2 separate regions of the Oryzias latipes genome follow, and region 2 is linked to region 1. The links are chromatin contacts, called in public Hi-C maps. All regions are on one chromosome and are shown on one strand. The core of a region is the stretch at or near the end of the contact, and the rest is flanking DNA. Distances in the headings are between cores, read along the strand shown. Region 1 has its middle 33 kb from the start of LOC101163046. Region 2 holds the start of LOC101173184 (BTB/POZ domain-containing protein 6-B).

The links. A called contact is a pair of places that touch in the nucleus more often than the background predicts.
Region 2: a contact with region 1 is called in a Hi-C map of embryo, with 5 times the contacts expected there. The contact joins the promoter of LOC101173184 here to the enhancer-like site in region 1. A contact is called at or near these places in 4 of 5 Hi-C or Micro-C datasets (embryo and fibroblasts).

The regions. Positions count from the first base shown.
Region 1 is chr22:21,029,805-21,033,693 of ASM223467v1, reverse strand. No RefSeq gene overlaps it. Among protein-coding and RNA genes, the nearest start is that of LOC101163046, 33 kb to the right of the region's middle. Within about 2 kb of position 2,088, at least 3 of the 8 cell types and tissues checked have an H3K27ac peak or open chromatin away from gene starts, as enhancers often do. A contact at or near this core is called in embryo, where this site is marked.
Region 2 is chr22:21,156,602-21,160,490 of ASM223467v1, reverse strand. LOC101173184 (BTB/POZ domain-containing protein 6-B) reads right to left here and starts at 1,698. Exons shown (of 4, transcript XM_004082680.4): 1 at 887-1,698. The coding sequence starts at 1,278. LOC101163291 (transcription factor IIIB 90 kDa subunit) reads left to right here. Exons shown (of 19, transcript XM_020713750.2): 7 at 3,654-3,764.

The sequences.
Region 1 (3,889 bases), core at 839-3,338:
GTATTCATACCCGCACTTCAAAGTGACTGTGGCTTCTGTTCAACAGTCATCATGTCCGTATCTAACATACTTTAGGTTTACAGAGGCCGTGAATCGGCCGACTCAAGCTGACTTACATGTTCCCAAAAGCTTAGACCTCTGATCTGCTGGTCACTTCTTTCATGTCAAGGGAACAAGGTTTGCATGATGAGTGGTGTTTGCTGTTGCACCACAAGGTCAGGGAGCGAACACACACTCTGCCAACCCAAAAGACAAACGGGCAGCAACTGTGGTGGACAACAGACTATCAGCCGATGATCTCAGGATTTCCCCTGAATCCCAGTTAGCTCCACGTTTCACCTGCAGCCCTGCTTCAATGTAGCCCAATTAAACTAAAATGGCTGTAAAATGTTCTAAAATCCAATGTATGATCAGTTCATATGTGAAAAATAAATTCATCTTCTATTTGTGACAGGGTACCTTTGGCCAAATGAGATTTTCTTCCTAATTATGTGCAATCGGCCAAATCAGTCAGTGTTCAGAAAGACAATGCACAGCTGAAGTTGTAGTTTTTATAACGCAAGATTTTTAAAATGGCACAAACAATATAGGAGAAGGCTTTTTTGATTGTAAGTGTTGACAGTTAGGACCGTGTCAAACAGCCACTACTTACATTTTGCGCATATTGCAAGTATGACAATTGGTCATATGTGAATCTATGTGGAAAAAGTGAGAAAAGTTGTGGTCTTTCCGGGACATTTTCCCAAATGTATCAGGAATGAACCACATCAACCCTTGTGCCATCTTAGATGACCCCACCCTTACTTTGACTTGTTCTCCCTACCATGACAAAGGTGGATAAAGGTGGAAAGATTTCATGTAATTCATGGACACCAGTGAAGATCACAAATCATTGAAGAAAAAAGGTTCAGCGCACTGTCTAGTGGGTCTAGATGACCCAACTCCCAACGTTAAAGTGCCTAGGATAGCACAAGGGTTAAAACCACAGAAAAAGTTGGAATAAAGCACATAAAGAACACATAAAGCCCTGTAGAACATGAACCGTGTGAATATCGCGCTGTTTGATTATTGTGTTGGTTATATACAATTGGGGTAATCACATTAATGATTCATGCATCAATTTCATAAATTGAACGTGATATAAAAGTTATACATAGGTGGTTCATGTGTGAAAAGTCTACATACATTGAATAGTCGTGGAAAGACATTTTTGCACAAAAATCACGCACAATTGCATGAGATTGTGTGTAGAATACGTAAAATACATGTAAACTGCGTAATTCTCAACCGACCCAAAGTTTTCAATAGCTCAAAACCAAATTCCCTTAACCCTTGTGCTATCTTAGATGACCCCACCCTCACATTGACGTGTTCTCCCTACCATGACAAAGGTGGATAAAGGTGAAAAGATTTCATGTAATCCATGGACACCAGTGAAGATCACAAATCATTGAAGAAAAAAGGTTCATAGCACTGTCTAGTGGGTCTAGATGACCCAAACCCCAATGTTAAATGCCTAGGATAGCACAAGGGTTACAGACCTGTCAGCTGAAACCATTTTCTGCGCAAGAAACACTCATGAATGACGTACTTCACACATGAGTCACGAAAGACATAAATTTCAAACGTGGAAAATGCGCAAAAGGTACCCAGCGGCTTTTGTGGCACAACCTTCAGGCACATTTCCACAGCTGAGATTTCTGCATGCAGCAGGATTAGAGCGAAGGCACAAACCAGATGCCTGTTTTTCCCCCGCTGAGAGCTGGAGTTAAGGGAGCACTCGCTGGTCATTGTAATCCATTACAACGTGGAGGGGGGAGAAGGGGGTGGGTGGGCAGAGAAGATACTTCAGAACAGGATGAAAAAAAGCTAAAACCTGACCCCATCTCTGCAAACAAAGACCGTGGGTATGTGAGGAGTATGGAAGCAATAATACCCCTGCCTAAAAATAAAGGGGACTAAATGACAGTGGAGGATACGGTTACAAAGAGCTCCAATGGACAAATGTGAGGGCTAGTGCTTTGAAGAGTTTCTCACAAAAGCCCCCCCCCACACACACATACCTTTGCCACCCGCTCTGCTCCCTGTGATCAAATTCCCATTATCATTGGAGATGGGTTTGAAGGGCCGTCAGAGGCTGCTCCTCTGAGCGGCTTGTACAGATGAACACGACTCAAGCAGCGACGCTCACGATGCGACGGATTTTCTTTCAAGTATACATTAGCTGAAGCATAAGGGTTAAGGTTTAAAATCACATTTAGCCACAAATGGATAACAAACATTCCTAAAAGCTCTGCAAACCTTTACAAACTGTCAAAAGTAAGGATTATATTAAGGAAATCGACACTAAAACCTAATGTATTTTCTGAGCTAAGTTATGTGTTGCTTGGCAAATTACACGCTACTTAAAAATTTGAGAACAAGATTTCTTTTTGCATAGTTTCTACAGAATGTCACCTAGTTCTTTTGTTTATAAAAAAAATCCAGAATAGGATATGGATTATAGAATCATATTTGAATGGATAGATGGACTTGTTCTAACTTTTAAAAATACATATATTTACATAGCTGACCTTTTGGATGTTTGTCCCATAGTGTCTGAGCTTCTTTCATTATTCCAAAGAGGACTAAGAGGAGAACCCTTCAGCAGAACCAGACCCCCTAGGGTAGAACTTTCAGCAGAACCAGACCCCATAAGAGGAGAACCCTTCAGCAGAACCAGACCCCCAAGGGTAGAACCTTCAGCAGAACCAGACCCCCTAAGAGGAGAACCCTTCAGCAGAACCAGACCCCCTAAGAGGAGAACCCTTCAGCAGAACCAGACCCCCAAGGGTAGAACCTTCAGCAGAACCAGACCCCCTAAGAGGAGAACCCTTCAGCAGAACCAGACCCCCAGTGGGAGAACTTTCAGCAGAACCAGACCCCCAAGGGTAGAACCTTCAGCTGAACCAGACCCCATAAGAGGAGAACCCTTCAGCAGAACCAGACTCCCAAGGGCAGAAACCTTCAGCAGAACCAGACCCCCTAAGAGGAGAACCCTTCAGCAGAACCAGACCCCCTAAGAGGAGAACCCTTCAGCAGAACCAGACCCCCTAAGAGGAGAACCCTTCAGCAGAACCAGACCCCCAAGGGTAGAACCTTCAGCTGAACCAGACCCCATAAGAGGAGAACCCTTCAGCAGAACCAGACTCCCAAGGGCAGAAACCTTCAGCAGAACCAGACCCCCTAAGAGGAGAACCCTTCAGCAGAACCAGACCCCCTAAGAGGAGAACCCTTCAGCAGAACCAGACCCCCTAAGAGGAGAACCCTTCAGCAGAACCAGACCCCCAGGGGGAGAACCTTCAGCAGGACCAGACCCCCTAAGAGGAGAACCCTTCAGCAGAACCAGACCCCCTAAGAGGAGAACCCTTCAGCAGAACCCGACCCCCTAAGAGGAGAACCCTTCAGCAGAACCAGACCCCCTAAGAGGAGAACCCTTCAGCAGAACCAGACCCCCTAAGAGGAGAACCCTTCAGCAGAACCAGACCCCCTAAGAGGATAAACCTTCAGCAGAACCAGACCCCCTAAGAGGAGAACCCTTCAGCAGAACCAGACCCCCAAGGGTAGAACCTTCAGCAGAACCATACCCCCTAAGAGGAGAACCCTTCAGCAGAACCAGACCCCCTAAGAGGAGAACCCTTCAGCAGAACCAGACCCCCAAGGGGAGAACCTTCAGCAGAACCAGAACGCTAAGAGGAGAACCCTTCAGCAGAACCAGACCCCCTAAGAGGAGAACCCTTCAGCAGAACCAGACCCCCAAGGGTAAAACCTTCAGCAGAACCAGACCCCCTAAGAGGAGAACCCTTCAGCAGAACCAGACCCCCAGGGGGAGAACCTTCAGCAGGACCAG
Region 2 (3,889 bases), core at 449-2,948, 130 kb before region 1:
AACACCAGGCCGCTCACACTCTCAGGATCAGGAGCTTTGTGGATCTGAGATCCTTCGAATGACCGGATCAGTGATCCAGCCGGACGCGCGATCAGAAATAACCTTCATCACTGTTGGAACTAACGTGTTGTGATAGTTTAAACCCGATCAGAGGAGGCACTGCCGTCACATTTTGATCCAAGCGTTCCCAGTGGTCTTTTAGTTATGATGATGATGTTTTTAGGCAAAATCAAAAAGAAAGTCATGTTCTGCGCACGTGCGGCCAGCACTCAATGGACCCGGAGAAGGGTTACAGTGAGGTTAATAAGTGCGACCAACGACAACATGTAGCATTGGACACACTTAAAATACATGCGGATAACATCAGCCAATCAAAAATAATTGTTCTTTATTGGACCTCGTTTCTGCAGAGCAGCAAGAGGTCTCTAAATCTCTAAATCGTTTACACTTCAGTCTGAATACGCCTTAAATTATGATGTTTTTAGCCAAAATCTAAAAACCTTTCTCGTTTTCTAGGACAGTGTTTTTCAACCAGTGTGCAGTGGGAAATTGCCCTCATTAACTGATTTAACAACATTTCCCATCTCCAGGATTTCAGCTCTCTGTTCATCCAAACAGGCCCTGATATTCATGGATCTGTTTGTATGCAGGTGGATGCATCAGAAAGGGGCGGAGCAGAGAGACTTTGGCCCCGCCCAGTGTATTTTCTAACTTTGGCATATTTTCCATGTCACAAATACAATCTTTTTCCCACGGCATTTTTTCGTCTGCTCCTGCTTCACAACGATTTGAAACAAGAAAAACTTCGAAATGGAGTTTTAATGCTAACTGCCTTTTGGATCGTCAGAAAATGCCCCGTTCTACGTCAGAAAGGCAGTTTTCGTACCTCTCCCGGAGCGTGGGGTGGCTGCACTGCCAGCTGGCCGGCTCCACGTTGTTGTTGTTGACGTTCTGCTGGGCGGTCGGGCTGGTGGCGCCGCTGCCGCTGCCGCCGCTCGGTGCGCACAGCTGCACCTCCTTGGTCTTCTCGGCGTCCGCTACCGTAGTGCCGTTGGCCAGGTTGGCGTTGTTGGTGCTGTCCGCGGGGTACAGCTCCGCAGCCATCTTCTTCTTCTGCTGCTTCCTCTTGGAGCTGGAGAGCGGAAGGATGTCGTAGCACACCGGGAGCCCGCCCGGGAGCCTCCGGGACTTCTTCAGCGCCTCTGGCAGCAGCAGCAGGAACGTCAGACACCTCATGATCCGGCCATGGCGGAGCAGGCGACGGTCTGCCGCGGGCATCGGCCTCCCGCCCGGCGGAGTTCGGAGGGAACCGGAGGGCTTTCCTGCCCGGTGTTCGCTCTTCTTTCGGGGGGTCAGCGCCGCTTCAGATCCGCCGTGAAGGAAGTTTCCGCCCGGGCCTCCCTCCGTTCCCTCCGGAGCTGCGGCGGTTCTAGGAGGTCAGCTCGCTCTGCGATGCCAGACCTCCGTCCTCATAGCGCCGTCACTCTCCCCCTTTCACCCGGTAATCCGGACGGAACCCCCCCAAGTCTCGGTAATCCTCGGACGTCCTTCCCCTTCCTCCTCGGTTCCAGTCTCCGTTGGAGAACCGGAGCTCACGAACCCCGGAGGAACCGTTAGTGGTGCCAAGTCCGGAGCTCCTCTCTATTTTTACTGCTGTTTCCCCGTCCTGACCCCCCCCCTCGCTGTGAACGGCCAGGACTTCCGAAGGACCAATCAGATGTCGGCACTGCGCTGACGTCAGAATCGTAGACCTTAGAGACCCTCCCTCCCTCCTCCCCTGCGTGCGTCAGACGCCTGACTCCTCCCCCTGTATAATTGTCTAATAGATACCGGGGGGAGGGGGGGGGGAGGGGGTCTCCCCTAAATAAAAATAACTCTGTGTGTGTGTGTGGGGGGGGGGGGGGGGGGTGGTGGTTATGCTCCCTCTTTGTTTTTTTAATTACATTTGTCTGTTGATTTTCTATTTTAAATCTTTGTTTTGTTTTGCAATGATGAAAAACGTGATTCACCTTTAAGCTCAGGAATCGAGTAAACAGTTGTAAAAGTTCCCCAATGCCTCCAAACTGAACTCCATGAGTATGAAACATGGTTTTAAAGTCATTTTGATGCCAAAAAATGATCTGGATGACTTAAAAACACGTTTAAAACACCTCAGTTTATAAGGTCAAATTTGTCGTTATTTAGAAAACGTGTTTCGTCTTTGAATCTTTGATTCTATTATCTTTAGAGACAAATTTCTTTAAAATTTTAACTGAAAGAATTCACAATTTCATTAAATAAATGTCCACCTTCCTGGTATTCTGAACCCCGGTAGTGTAAAACTGTGGCTCCTAATTATTCCAGGAGGCGTCCACCGTTGTGTCTGCTTCAGCTACACTCAGAGAAACTACAAATCCCAGGAGCTGCTGCTTTCCAACAGTTCAGGTCGGCACATTAAAGATCTTTCAAAAGAGTTTTGCAGCGTTACTTTTGAAAATCCAAAGGACTTTTATTTTGTCGTTTTTTTTTAAATCAAATTTAACACTAGAACTTTAATATAATGACACGCAGCACCATATTTTATTGAAAAAAGACAAAAAAGACAGAATTTCACACAATTTCCGTCTTGATGAAGAAGTGGCGGCGTGGTGCTGTCAAATGCTGCAGTTTTTCTGAATTCTGTCATTTACTGTCACACACAAAACACAAGGAAATCCCTGCAGGCATTAAACCGATGAAGCGACCAAGTCCAAGTCGGGACCTAAACCCCTAATCTGTGCCGACCTTAACCGCAGCCAGAGGAGTCATGTGAGCAAAGCGCTGCATTTCTGGCTGCTGAGATTCTAGTGGCTTTTATCGTCTGGTAGAGATGGAGGAGCGAGGCGTCCGCCTCCTTCTTGTGTTTCCAGCCTGGCGATGAGCTTAGACGGGGGGGGCTGAGGGGGAGGGGCCTGATTGTATTAACAGCTGGCGCCGCCAGCTTTTCACTTGACTGCTCTGGAAAAAGCCTCGTGGAAAGAAGATGCCCCTCTGACTTTGGAGCATCTTCTCTGCAGTTTAGTGTCTTGGATCACCACAACAATGCAAACATGTTTAGTTTGGGTTTTCTGGGCGTTTTGAGAAGGAAATGCAGAGAGTTTGCTTACCATCCTCTGAAAAAAAGAAACGTTTTGGAAAATAATTATTTCCAGAAATGTTGAAACACAAGAAGAAGCCAGAAAAAGTAGGTTATTATGGGACATGGCTGATTGGATGATGACGTTTGTCCATTTCAGCCAAAGGTTATTTGGCATGAAGCAACACTTCAATCAACGCTTGACTCGCATTATATTTTAAACTATCTCGCAGGAGGAGGTTTAACATTTAAAATTATGAAAATATTGCATCCATTTAAAAATTCCACAATTGATTAAGAAAGAGGGAAAAAAATCCAGTCATTTATCGATTATAATAAGCAGTGATGAACTTTGTTCATGGAAGCGATTCCTAGAAAAATGACGAGAAATGCTTCTTTTCTTTGTTGCATTTTTGCAAATGCAAGAGAGAAACCCCAGAAGCAGAGGCCTCTAAGGCCAGTGAACTGAAAAAAACCTGTCAGAACCTGCCGGTTAACCAAAACTCTTTCCTCTGAACAGATCCATGTTTGTATATTCCTCGATTTGCCCAAATGTTAGAGTTTGGAGAGAAGAACCACGACGTCTCCATGACGGCGATGCGACTGGTGCAGAGGATGAAGAGAGACTGGATGCACACGGGAAGAAGGCCATCGGGACTCTGTGGAGCAGGTAATGTGTCCGCTGTCGGCGCTCTGGAGGATCTTTACTCATCTCAGACGTTCAGGACCAACCAAACCTTCAGGAGGAAGGGGTTTTTGCTTGATGGAAGTGTCTGAAGTTCACCCACTTTTCTG